Linked DNA regions of Sus scrofa: region 1 is linked to region 2. Evidence: chromatin contacts called from public Hi-C data. All regions are on one chromosome and are shown on one strand. The core of a region is the stretch at or near the end of the contact, and the rest is flanking DNA. Distances in the headings are between cores, read along the strand shown. Region 1 holds the start of SSR2 (translocon-associated protein subunit beta). Region 2 holds the start of RHBG (Rh family, B glycoprotein).

Region 1 (6,699 bases), core at 1,519-4,018, 300 kb after region 2:
CACTATTCCAATACTGTTTGATTTTTTTAAAAATGAGAATATCAGGAGTTCCCATCGTGGCACAGTGGTTAACGAATCCGACTAGGAACCATGAGGTTGAGGGTTCGAACCTTGGCCTTGCTCAGTGGATTAAGGATCCGGCGTTGCTGTGAGCTGTGGTGTAGGTTGCAGGCGAGGCTCAGATCCCACTTTGCTGTGGCTCTGGCACAGGCTGGCGGCTACAGCTCCGGTTCGACCCCTAGCCTGGGAACCTCCATATGCCGTGGGAACGGCCCAAGAAATGGCAAAAAGACTCCCCCCCCCAAAAAAAAGAGAGAGAGAGAATATCAGCATTTCTTTTCTTCCTTTTTTCAGGTGCACAGCACCTGAGGCATATGGAAGTTCCTGGGCTAGGGATTGAATCTAAGCCTCATCTGCAGCCTATGCCACAGCTTTGGCAATGTTAGATCCTTAATCTGCTGAGCTGGGCTGGGGATTGAACCAGCAAAGCCACAGAGACAAGCCGGATCATTAACCCACTGCATCACAGTGGGAACTCCTAAGTATGTATTATTTGTGTAAATTAAAAAAATTATATTTGTAGGAGTTCCCATCGTGGCACAGTGGAAACGAATCTGACTAGGAACTATGAGGTTGCGGATTCGATCCCTGGCCTTGCTCAGTGGGCTAAAGATCTGGCATTTCCATGGCTGTGGTGCAGGCCAGCAGCTGTAGCTCCAATTAGACCCCTAGCCTGGGAACCTCTATGTGGTGTGGGTGTGGCCCTAAAAAGCAAAAAAAAAAAAAGAAAAAAAATTGTTAAATTCCACTTCTATGGAGTACCTAGAGTAGTCAAATTCATAGAGACAGAAAATAGAATAACTGCCAGCGGCTTGGGACAGGAGAAAGGGGAGTTATTGCCTAATAGGTATATGGAGTTTCAGTTCAGGAAGATGAAAAAGTTCTGGGAAGGGGTGGGTGGTAGTGATGGCTGCACAATAATGTGAATGCACTTAATGTCACTGAACATTTACATTTAAAATGGTAAATTTCATGTTATGTGTATTTCGTGTTATGTATATTTGCCACAATAAAAAAAAGAATGTAAAAGAAAAAGGAAAAATGACTGTTGCAAAGTTACTGTAACAGCTTTGATTCTGGATGTTTCTCAAAAACAGACATGGTTCATATTCACTCCATTACCATTTACCGAGTGCACTTCCAGCTAACTTATGCCCATCTGAAGCCCCTAAATTTTGCAGCAAGACTATTTCTGGGTACCTGCCTAGCCACCAGCCTGAAAGCAGCTTGCCACTTCCTTCTCGGCCTGGTCACATACTCTCTTGGTGGCCCTCTTGTTGCAGATCCCAAAAGAGAGGTCAGTGGGCAGCTTGGGTTCTGCCTTAAAAACCACAAAACAGGACATGAAACCAGTGACACTGCCCTGGGGGCACAGAGTGCACCCTAGGTAGCCTTACCATTTCTGCATGCCTCTGGTCCTGGCACGCAGTTCCATGTTCATCTAACAAAGTTCTACTTCAGGAGTTCCCGTCGTGGCGCAGTGGTTAACGAATCCGACTAGGAACCATGAGGTTGCGGGTTCGGTCCCTGCCCTTGCTCAGTGGGTTAACGATCTGGCGTTGCCGTGAGCTGTGGTGTAGGTTGCAGACGCGGCTCGGATCCTGCGTTGCTGTGGCTCTGGCGTAGGCCGGTGGCTACAGCTCCGATTCAACCCCTAGCGTGGGAATCTCCATATGCCCCGGGAGTGGCCCAAAGAAATAGCAACAACAACAACAACAACAACAACAAAAAAAAGACAAAAAAAAAAAAAAAAAAGTTCTACTTCAATCTCTTGGTGGGGTTCCCTTGAAGATGGCAGGAAGAAGTTGTATTTTTTTGGAAGTCTTTCAATGGAAATATTTTCCTTAGCAATTGACTCTCAAATCTCTCCTCTAGTCAGAATAGATTCCAATAAGGAGACTGTAAATAGAGATGATGAAAATTCATCCAATCAGCAGGTGTTTCTTGAGCACCTCCTGTGCGTTCAGCATCACTGTAGGATCTCTGAATAAGTGTACACTAGAGAAATAGCACCTAATCATGAAGGTAGATTTTCCAGATCAGAAACAATCAGAAAAAAACCAAAAACCAAGCCGGAGTTCCCGTTGTGGCTCAGCGGTAATGAACTCGACTAGTGTCCATGAGGACTAGGGTTCAATCCTTGGCCTCACTCAGTGGGCTCAGTGGGTTAAGCTTCCACTGAGCTGTGATGCAGACAGCAGAGGCGGCTAGCCCGGGAACATCCATATGCCTCAGGAGAGGCCCTAAAAAAAAAAAAAAAAAATTAAAGAAAGGATCTACTTTTTTGGAACCTCAAAGGGCTTCTAAGGAAAGTTCAGGGCTTTCTAGGGTAGCTAGCTGGATATAGAAGATGAGTAAATTTTTCGCCTAGAAATACAGAGAATGGTGGTAGCCCGGAGAGCAACAGTTTTTCTCTAATTCCTAGCTCGATAGTACACTCGACATTGTAGACAGAAGATCCTAATCTCTACGTTTGCCAGTCCCACAAAGCACTTAATCAGGTGCTGGTCATCTACGGTACTGGAAAGCCAGCTTGAAAAGCCACTCTAGACGGCAGAATAATAAAAGCGTGAAAGAAAAGAAAGAAAAGCGTGAAGGAGCACAGACAAATCGATCACAGAGGCTGCAGCATCCCGGAGGCAGGCGCGCTCTACAAAGGAAAGGTGGGGCTTGTCTGAGAACTACAACTCCCAGAAGGCATCCAGCAGAGTACCAACGTTTCCGGCCAGAGCTCATTTCCGGTCTTTCGGGTGCTGACGCTCTCTTCCGGCCTTCGTGGCCCCCTGAAGGGTTTGTGGGGTGCGCACGGTGAGTCCTTTGATTCTGGGGGTGCCAAAGTTCGTGTCCACACAACACTCAGCGGCTGAGGGTTAGCTTTGGCAGGGCGGGGAGGGAATAGAGCACGCTGGCTGGAGGACGTGTAATCTTGGCAAGAGACGGAGGGGGGGCAGAACAGACTAAGCCCTCAGAGGGCCCCAGAAAGGGATGTGGAAGACGAGGACGAATGCGGTCCCGCGGGAAAAATGGACAGTAGGATACAGGGGCGTGAGGGAGGACCCCGCTAGCGCGCATTGGGATACCTGGGGTGCTGGTGGAGGAATAGCAGCCGGGGAAAGGCAACAGTCGTGAGGGATTCCTGTGTGAAGGAAAGCTAGAGGCTGCTACAGTTCCGAGATGGGCCGAAATGCGGCAGGCCAAGGAAACCTCTATTCTGGCCACATGGAGCTCTCTCAGAAGACCCCAGTAATTGGGGAGCACCCAGGACCCCTCGCAGTAATAGGTAGCAGATATGCCCTGGAGGTCTACAGATTTTCGAGGGCTGCAGGGTGGATTTGGTGGGAAGCTTGCGAATGGGACAGCTTTGGTAGCGTATACTCTGCTCTGTGAAAGTGGCCGCTGCTTTGATGAGCTCAAAAGATCTTTTGACGGACTTTGTAAGAAAGGACTGTCAGAAAGATTTTGGTGGTTTTACATGCTTGGATTGACTGCTCACTTGCTTTTTCCTCCAAAGATGAGGCTGCTGGCATTCGTGGTGTTGACTCTCTTTGCTGTCACTCAAGCAGAAGAAGGAGCCAGGCTTTTGGCCTCCAAATCACTGCTGAACAGATATGCTGTGGAGGGGCGAGACTTGACCTTACAGTACAACATCTACAATGTTGGCTCAAGGTAAGGAGGCCCTGAAGCTATAGGTTGGGCCCTTTTAAGCTTCTCAGGTATCTTGACTGGGAACAGGGATCAGTAATGATTTATCTTTGGGAGGACTCCAGCAACAGGTATAGTGTGTAAATGAATTCACTGCTGGATGACTTTTGGAGGAGGATATTCTTACCTAAGCTACAGGAAACCATCCTCCAATTTTGTGAGTTGCTAGAGTCTCATAGTGGAGAAGAAGAAAGAATTGTGTGAAATAGGGAGAGAAGGATGAAAAGGCAGAAAAGAGGAGTTCCCCATGTGGCTCAGCAGAAACGAATCTGACTAGGATCCATGAGGATGCAAGTTCAATCCCTGGCCTCGATCAGTGGGTTAAGGGATCTGGCGTTGCTGTGAGCTCAGGTTTAGGTTGCAGACTCAGCTCAGAGCCCTCATTCCTGTGGCTGTGGTGTGGGTGGTAGCTGTAGTTCCAATTCGACCCCTAGCCTGGGAACTTCTACATGCCGTGGGTGCAGCCCTAAAAAAGCAAAAAAAAAAAAAAAAAAAAAAAAAGAAAGAAAGAAAAAAAGGCAAAAAACACATGATCCTTTGTTACCTCAAAGGTTTCTTTCAGCTCCCTTCCTTCCTTTTTTTTTTTGATCTCTGCATACTTCTTTATTAGCAAAGAGACTAATTATTCAGACTAGAGATAGAGACTGCAGAGGAAAAATAACTTGATCCTGCAATTCTAGAACAAACTGCATAGTATGGGAGTCTTAAGTTTTCACAGAATAGGGGAAAAAAAGAGAAAAATCATTTAGAACAGTCTTTCCCAAAATTTCAGTCATGTTCTTGGGGGAGGGGGTTACAAGTTTTCTGTGGTAACATTTAAATCTAAACCAATTAATACACACTTGTTCAGGATGCCCTGGGAGACCGTCTTACATGGCAGAGGGTTACCGTATGATCGCCACGTCTGCTCTCATACCTCTGATTTCTGGGGCACCAAGTGAAGACCAGGTGTGCTTCACTTTTCATGTGGCATCTCTCATTGGGTGCTCAGACCCTTCACACCATTGTTAAACATTTCCTATGAGATCTGTGAGTTGTCGTGGTTCAGGACACTCGTTCATAGCAGGGATTCTCAGAGTAGGGTGGGGTGGGGATGGTAGCCAGGGAGACACATGAAGTGTGAAAAGGAACATTCAAACTACCTATTGATTTTGTAAAACCAATTCCATAAAGTCAACCTTGACAAAATTTTTGAGCAGTAGCAGAAAACCAACTATAGATTCACCCGAGGGGGGCTGTGGTAAACTTGGCTGGGAAATACTGGTGTAGAGGTAAAAGAGTCTCAGCACACGAGAACAGTTAGGAAGACCATGTGCCAAACGAATGTGTAAAGAACGTCTTTGAGATCAGTGATTAAGCCGTAACTTGTCATGGTCTTTTGGACCCAAAGGGCCAATCCACGAGAAACCCAAGACATCCATCAAACTTCTCAGATTTCTTTGGGGCAAGGTGATCCACTTTTAATACAGAGTCAGAAGAAGAAAAATATGGTTTTGCTCCCCCAAATCCACCCTCTCCCCGTTATTTGTGTTAACATGTTTTCAGAATTTTTTTTGCTTTTTAGGACTACACTCTCGGCATATGGAAGTTCCCAGGCTACAGGTTGAATTGGAGCTACCGTTGCCGGCCTACTCCATAGCCATAGCAATGCAAAATCCAAGCTGTGTCTGTGACCTACACCACAGCTCACGGCAACAACGCCGGATCCTTAACCCACTGAGAAAGGCCAAGGTTAGTTAACATGGATGCTAGTCAGGTTCGTTAACCACTGAGTCACGATGGGAACTCCTGTTTTAGAATTTTAAGCAAACAGTTGCTGCAGCTGGGGTAAGGTAGCCCCAGGTCCGTCCACCAGGAAGTGCTGTCATTTTGTGCATTGCCATCCAGCTCTCAAGGAGGTTACCAGCCTGGGGTCTGCTCTTCTGTAATTATTGCAGAGCTCCAGTTTGCTTCAGGCAAGTCAAGTGCTCCCCTCTCTTATGCATGCTTACTAGATTGGTGCATCCACCTACACATTCTTTACTAATAAAGACCAGAGGTACCATTCTGGCTCCCATGAGCTGTTGCAGATAATCTTGAATCTTGTTGCTGTCACCAGTGGCTATGATATGGACAAATTCCAAATGCCCTTGTTTGAAGGGCAGTAGGCTGAGGAGCTCCTGGGTCCTTCTGCAGTAGGGGCAGGTGGGCTTGAGGGACACCTCCACCTTCCCAGGCTGGATTTTGCCGTTCACAAATGCTTGAGCCATGCTGACAGGTGGCTGCCTCCCAGGGAGGAAACCTCAATTGCAGATATTGCTTGGGTGTAAAACCTCAGCTTCCTTTCTTTCATTAATATTCTTGTTGCCTTTCTTTTATTTTATTGCCTTTAATTTTCTCTTCCAGATGAATCTTGCTCCTCTTCCCCTCCTTATGTACACGTACACACACACACACACACACACACACACACACACACACGAGAAGAAATTGGAGACAAAATAGATTGGGGCTGGAATTCCCGCCATGGTGCAGTGGGATCAGTGGCATCTTGGGAGTGCTGGGATGCATGTTTGGTCCCCGGCTAGGCACAGTGAGTTAAGGATCTGGTGGGCTTAGGTTGAGACTGAAGCTTGTATCTGATCCCTGGCTCAAAAACTCCACATGCCTCAGGGCGACCAAAAAAGAAAAAGACAAAAAGAAAACAAGATAGATTTGGGTCCAGTCTTTCCTAGTTTTTTGTTTTTTGGGTTTTTTGTTGTTGTTTTTTAGGGCCTCACCATGGCATATGGAAGTTCCTGGGCTAGAGGTTGAATCAGAGCTGCAGCTGCTGGCCTACCCCACAGCCACAGCAACACCGGATTCCTGACTCACTGAGCGAGGCTTGGGATTGAACCCACATCTTCATGGTTACTAGTCAGATTCGTTTGTGCTATGCCACAATAGGAACTCCCTTTC
Region 2 (6,914 bases), core at 3,379-5,878:
CTGATAGGAAATAAGTTTGCAAGCCCCTGGCAGAGGGTGGGTGTGCGCTGGAACTGGAAGTCTGCAGCTCAGCTGCCAGCCCCTGTGGCCAAGGGGATAAGGGTCTGGAGGCCCGCTGGCCTCGCTAAGCATCCCCCCCCCCAACTGTGCCACTTCTCCAGCCCTGCCCACTCTTCAAATCACACAGCTCTCTCTCTTCCCTCCATATCTCAAAACCTAACAGCAAAAGAGAGGCATCTTTTAGAACTCAGCCTGCAGCCTAAGTTTCTTTTAGCCTCACCGCCTGACTTCTTTTCTCCTATGCAAACAGTAAAGGGGATGCCATGTCTGTTTTCTTTTACCCAAGGACAGCAAGATAACACCGGGGTTGGGGAGGGGGGTCACAGGGCTCCATGTCTGTGTCATGCTTAAACCACTCTAGAACTTGTCCTAAGGAACAATAATATTTACATCTCCCACCCTGGGTTTGTTTGGAACCAAAACTCAATCCCTTGATGGTTCACTTGTAGCCTAAACATCAAGAAATCTCCTTCACTTGTGCCACTGTGGGGAACATTCCACACAGACATTCTCCATGGGCTGCGGTGGGGAGAGGGCCATTCTAGCTGAGGCAAGGGGATAGCCACGATGATCCCCCCACATGCCCTTCAGGAACTTCTTGGGTGGGAGCAGGACAGACCTGGTTTCCCATCACACCCCACCCCCACCAAACCCGGATAAAAGCCCTCTAGGGTCACCCATCACCCTCTCTCCTTCCTTCCCTGTCCCTCTCTGACCCCACCACGTGACTCCTGAACAAGGTCAGTCTGTGGGACAAAGGAATAGTGAAATGTGGGGCTTTAGCATCTAACAGGTGGATTGATTGGATGATTGATTGATTGTCTTTTTAGGGCCACACCTGTGGCATATGGAGGTTCCCAGGCTGGGGGTTGAATCAGGAACTGTAGCCACCAGCCTATGCCACAACCACAGCAACACCAGATCTGAGCCACATCTGTGACCTACACCACCACTCACAGCCATGCCAGATGCTTTAACCCTCTGAGTGAGGCCAGGGATTGAACCTGCATCCTCATGGATGCTAATCAGAGACATTTCCGCTGAGCCACACTGGGAACTCCCAAGGTGGATTTAAATTCCAGCACACCCACTCCTCACTTCTCTCTGAGTGACCTTGGACAAGCTACTTAACCTCTCTAAGCCTCGGTTTCCTCATCTGGAAAGTGGGGGTGTAAAATAGGAGAAGCAGGACAAATGGAGGGGTGAGCTGGAGAGGCCGCCCCCCGACACACACACACCACTCTACCCATGCCTGCCTTTAAGAGGGTAGATAGGGCTATATTCTCCTGGAAGAGCCAGGAACCACTCTGGTCCCAGGCACCTCCCTCTGACCCAACTAAAGAAGTTCCCGATTCCATCTGTCCTAAGTCCCTCACCCTGCAAATAAGGTCTCAGAGGGTATAAAAAAGAACCTGTCCAGGAGTTCCCTGGTGGCTCAGCAGGTTAAGAACCTGGCATTGTCACTGCTGTGGCTCTGGTTACTGCTGTGGTGTGAGTTCGATCCCTGACCTAGGGAATTTCTGCTTGCTGTGGGTGTGGCCCAAAAAAACCCCCCAAAGAACCTGTCTTTTTTTTTCTTTTTAGGGCCACATATGCAGCCAGGAGTTGAATTGGAGCTACAGCTGCCAGCCTACACTGCAGCTCACAGCAACACCAGATCCTTAACCCACTGAGTGGGGCCAGGGATCGAACCTGCATCCTAATGGATACTAGTCGGGTTCAATATTGCTGAGTCACAATGGGAACTCCCCAAAAAACCCTGTTCTTATTTTGTCTTAGAACTCTTCCTCATGATTGCTTCTGGGTCCTTATTACCCTAGTCTTTTTCCCCAGTCTTTCCTGCTCTTTCTTATTGTCTGTTATTTGCCTTGTGGGATAAGAGGTTTGAGACACGTGGGAAAAAGCCACAGATGGGGGAGTCAAGAGGTCTGTTTCTAGGTTGGCTAACTTGCTATGTGATCTTGGGCAGTCACATAACCTTTCTGACTCTCTCTGCATCTGAACGGAGTGGGCCAGGTAAGTTCTGAAGACCTTTCCTACAGAGACAGCAGACAGAGCCTCAGAGCAGCCATGCCTTTGGCACTGGCTGGTCCCACAGCTCAACAATAGCGGCAAAACTCCCTTTCATCTCTGAAATCAAAGGGCAGCGGCTACACCCCCCCTGGCCCTGACCACTTCTCCCGGGGACAGGTGAAGCCTCGGCTCATCAAAGCCCCAGGCTCCAGGGACCACACACCTCCCTCCTTCCCAACCTACCCCATACAAAGGTCCCAAGTCCACAGGGGTAGAAACTTAGGGCAGAAAAAGTGGTAGGATTCCTACTGCTATTTGTCTAACTGTAGTCCCGGGACAGAAAGCTGTGTGTGCAGGAGAGCCAACCATGGCAGCAGAGGGGCGAGAGGAGGGGGGTTTCAGGGAGGATTTTTTCTTTTCTTTTTCTCTCTCTCTCTTTTTTTTTTTTTTTTTTTTTTTTTTTTTTGCTTTTTAGGGCCATACCTGCAGTATATGGAGGTTCAAATCGGAGCTACAGCTGCTGGCCTACACTACAGACACAGCAATGCCAGATCCTTATCCCCTGAGCGAGGCCAGGGATAGAACCTGCAACCTCATAGTTCCTAGTTGGATTAGTTTCTGCTGTGCCATGATGGGAACTCCAGGACTTTTTCTTTTCTTTATTTTTTCTTTTCAGGGCTAGGGGTCGAATTGGAGATGCAGGTGCCAGCCTATGCTGCAGCCACAGCAGCTGGTGGCAATGCCGGATCCTTAATCCACTCAGCAAGGCCAGGGATGGAACCCACATCCTCATGGATACCAGCTGGGTTCTTAATCTGCTAAACCACAATGGGAACTCCCCAGGGAGGACTTTGAAGCCAGCAGCCTTAGGGGCATTGAGTGAGGCCCGTGGGAGAAGCAAGGGGAGGTTCATAGCAGGCAGCCAGCTCAGACCCTAGAACAAGAGCCTACTTCTCTCAGCTCATGGACTGTCCCCTCCCAACTCCCCATCTCCCTGGACAAATGCATACCTCAAGGGTCTGCCACCCAGCTCTATGGCTCTGGCTTTAATGCCAGTATCCGTGGCTCACCTCGTGTAGCTAGAAATGGGGTGAAATATGGGGAGGGAGGAGCTGCAGCCCCCTTCTGCCTAGGAAGGCTGATGGTCTGGCACTTTAAACCCAGATCCAAGCCTCCACCCCACCCTCTGTATCATCAGCATTGTGAGCTTCATTTTGTTGGGATTAGGACTGGGAAAGGGTCAGGTGGAGACAGCCTGCTGCCAGTTCTGCATAACAGCCTGGGATTTATATAGGAGACTCTTACATTCTGGGCCTTGCTTGAATGTATATCCTTCATACTGAGGCATCTTTCTCCCCAATGCTCAGATGGGGAAAACTGAGGCTTAGAGACCTGCTCAAGTATGTATGAAGTCTGGGAAATCTGGTGTCCTTGGTCCCAGCTGCCTAGGGCCTGAGTCACAAGGTTGGACCCCCAACCTTGAGGGAGAGGTTCTATTCCCAACAGAAGGCAGGAGCTTAGCCCTCTCCTTTCTGGGCCTCATCAGCAAGCAGATGAGCTGTGGCACAAGAAGCTCAGGATACTTAGTTCCAGCTCTGTCACTCACATGGCAGGTGATCATGAACAAATCACAACCTCTTTGAGCCTCAGCTTTCTCCCCTGAGAAATGGGCTAATAACCTTGCCATGCTTCCTTCTCAGGGCTGAGGACTGTTGGTTGGTAGGTAGGTATGTGGTTTTCTCTCTGACTCTGGAAGAGCCAGCTTCAGGGAACAGGGGAAGAAACATCTGAGCCCAATAGTTTTGGCTCCCTTCACAATTAATACCTGCATCACTGCTTCCTGCACCCCACTCCCTACCTCTCCTTCCCAGAAGGATTTTTTATTTTGTTTTGTTTGTTTGTTTATCATTTCCTGTGGTCAGGAGTCCCCAGGAAAGGCAGTCTCTGGAACAGACCAGCAAAGCCCAACTAGGCCAACAAGAGAGTAGGTTAAGTTGGGGGCTTCAGATCTGAGTTCAAATCCCAGCTCCCTCAATTCTGACAGCAAAAACCAGTCACTTAACCTCTCTGAACCTCATTTTCCCCATTTTTGTCTACTTCATAGACGAAAGGAGAAAATTCACATGCCACCTGGAACGTGGCACACACTAGTGAAAGTGTGTTACTATAAATCTGGGGCACCTTCATCTCAAAGTGAGAGGGTTGCCCACCTAGGGGTAGATCTGGGCAACCAAGCGCCCCCTCCCAAGACACCAGAGGGGCTTAGGGTCTTAGCTCCCCGCGCACCTTCACCTGTACTCACTTGGGTAGCGAAAGTAAAATTCATTGTCTGGGTTACTGTGGTTGCCCCAGTGCCAGAGGGCAGCGTCGGTTTCATGGTTGTAGCGGACGAAGACAGCAAAGAGGATGGCGGTGGCGCCCTGAAGGAGGAGGCATAGCAGGGGCAGCTGCAGTCGCCGGCCCCCGGCGCGGCGGGAGGACCCAGCCATGGGACAGAGGCTGCAAGTCTCCGGCTCCGGCTTGGGCTCCGGCTCCAGCTCCAGGCGCGCTGGGCTGGCAGACACTCTCGGGGCGGGCCGGGCAGGTTTCACCAGAACCAGGCCCCGCCCACCGGACGCAGGTCCCGCCCACACGGAGGCTTACCCGCCGCAGATCCACGCCCCAGCCCTCGGAGGCGAGGAAGGGGAGACGGTGAGGGCTAGGGTCTCGGGCCTAAGGTGAGGCAAGCAGTGGGAAGGAATGGGGCATTCGGACCCCAAATCCTTTTCCTTTAGCCCAGCTGACTCTGGCGCTGTTCCGTTTGGAACAGGTCCTTGGAAGTGACCCTGGAAAGACGCCCAGTGTTCTGCTCTGCTGGGGCACAGCTGCGGGATCCGGTGGGGGCGGCGGCGGAGGGGGGAAACACGGAGAAGGAGTGGGGGACAAAGAGGAGGGAGGAGAGGGAGGGCAATCCTTTCCTTAAATATGGTGTGAATTTAGAGAGTGTTTCCTAAAGAATAAGTGAAAATAAGCCTTATTTTTAGGCCCAGACCTCCCCGGCCCGGGGCCCCTCCAGGGTTAATAATACAAGAGAGAGTTGAGGGGTTACTCAACGTTTTCCCCAACTGAAAGAGAGATGGAGAAAGGAGATAAAGAGCCGGCTCTCGGCACTGATGATTAACCTGGTTGGGGAGGTCCAAGCCTCAGCAGGTGAGTTCCTTACCCCACTCCCCAGCCTCCTCACCTGCGTCAGCACCCCACCCCAGTTCTGGGGCAGGAGGCTGGACCTGGGAGCAGGCTGGGCTGGGGCCCACTGACACCTGGGTTCTCTGCACACCCAGTAAAAGAGTCTGGGCTGCCCCAACCTCTGGAAAGAAGGGAAGCCAATGTAAGAAGGCTCTTCTCAGTAAGGTGTCAAGATCCCCTTGTTACACAAGCAAGATTTGCATCCACTGGGGCCCTGGTAGACAGACACGGAGGAGTTAGCCATTAATTGAGCATTTACTGTGAACCAGGCTTCAGAGATGAACCAAAGGACCCCTCCCTCCAGAAGCCACTGTTCAGTAGCGAGCCAGATACTTAGGAGGGATTTGAAGTGCCATTGGAGTAAATGTGTGACCCCAGGAATCACAGAGGCTTGGGGGCCCAGATGAGAAGCTGCAGAACTCTCAGGAGTGGGGATGCAGGAGGGGACAGAGATGGAGAATTGCTTCCTGGGAGGTGGTGTCTGCAGGCAGCCTGGAAGGACAACCTAGAAATTGAGTAAGTAAAGAAAGACGAGGAGTTCCCATCATGACTCAGTGATTAACGAACCCTGACTTGAATCCATGAGGATGCAGGTTTGATCCCTGGCCTTGCTCAGTGGGTTAAGGATCTAGCGTTGCCCTGAGCTGTGGTGTAGGTCGCATAAGCGTCTTGGATCCCGTGTTGCTATGGCTCTGGTGCAGGCCGGCGGCTACAGCTCCGGTGAGACCCCTAGCCTGGGAACTTCTATATGCCACGGGTGCAGCCCTAGAAAGACCAAAAAAAAAAAAAAAAAAAAAAAAAAAAGAAAGAAGAGGCAATGTTTCAAGAGGGGACACATAGGCAGAAGCCATGTGTATGATGGGCGCTTTAGCAGTTAAGGCTGGAGATGGGTAATCAGCAGGCTGAGGTGTGTGGCCAGTACCCGGTGGGTGCTGGGTCACTGGAGACCTCTATACAGATGGAGGACCCTTGCATTATTCCTTCTGACACCCAGAAGCCACAAGGGAAAGAAGAAAACCCGAAGGCCAGTGGGGTTGGGGGTCGGGGAGGTCCTCTGTCTACACTGCCCACAGCCAAGCCTCCCCTGTCTGAGGGGGCTTGTGGGTGTTGGCAAAGATGTCTGAGACCCTGGCCTGAAGGAAGAGCTGCCATTCTCAAGGGACATATCCTAAGCCCATCAGGACCAGCCGCCTCCCAGAGCTGATGCAGGATGGGGCTCCTCCTAGGAAGAGGGCCTGCCCCTTCTCAGCAACAGGCAGGGACAGGGGTGACAGGAGTCCCTGACCCTCCTCCTTCCATCCCCTACTGCCCTTTCTCCAGTTCACCCCCTCCCCTCAGGAGCCTGAGCCTCTGGCCCAGCATGGGCTCTGGGGGGCAGCTGGGTTCTAGGTGCCCAGCCAGGGAGGCCTGGGCAGGTGGGAGCCAGCCTGTGACAGCACTGCTTCTAGCAGGCTGAGCAGCCTCTCTGGCTTTCTGTGGACCCTGGCCCCTGGCCCCGGGGCTCTCTGTCACTACTTGGTCAGCATGATGGTCAGTACTACTTGGTCAGTTTTCTAGCTCCTCTGCAGGTGGTGACGGGGGTGGGAGGGGGGGCAGGGGAGGAGAACATGTCTGGT

The links. A called contact is a pair of places that touch in the nucleus more often than the background predicts.
Region 1: a contact with region 2 is called in a Hi-C map of liver, with 6 times the contacts expected there. The contact joins the promoter of SSR2 here to the promoter of RHBG in region 2. A contact is called at or near these places in 1 of 5 promoter capture datasets (fetal liver) and 1 of 47 Hi-C or Micro-C datasets (liver).

What each region holds. Positions count from the first base shown.
Region 1 is chr4:94,007,956-94,014,654 of Sscrofa11.1, forward strand. SSR2 (translocon-associated protein subunit beta) reads left to right here and starts at 2,769. Exons shown (of 6, transcript XM_001928470.5): 1 at 2,769-2,868; 2 at 3,572-3,726. The coding sequence starts at 3,572. It also overlaps the pseudogene LOC100519480.
Region 2 is chr4:93,703,188-93,710,101 of Sscrofa11.1, forward strand. It overlaps RHBG (Rh family, B glycoprotein), which reads right to left and starts at 4,629. Exons shown (of 10, transcript NM_213996.1): 1 at 4,376-4,629. The coding sequence starts at 4,562.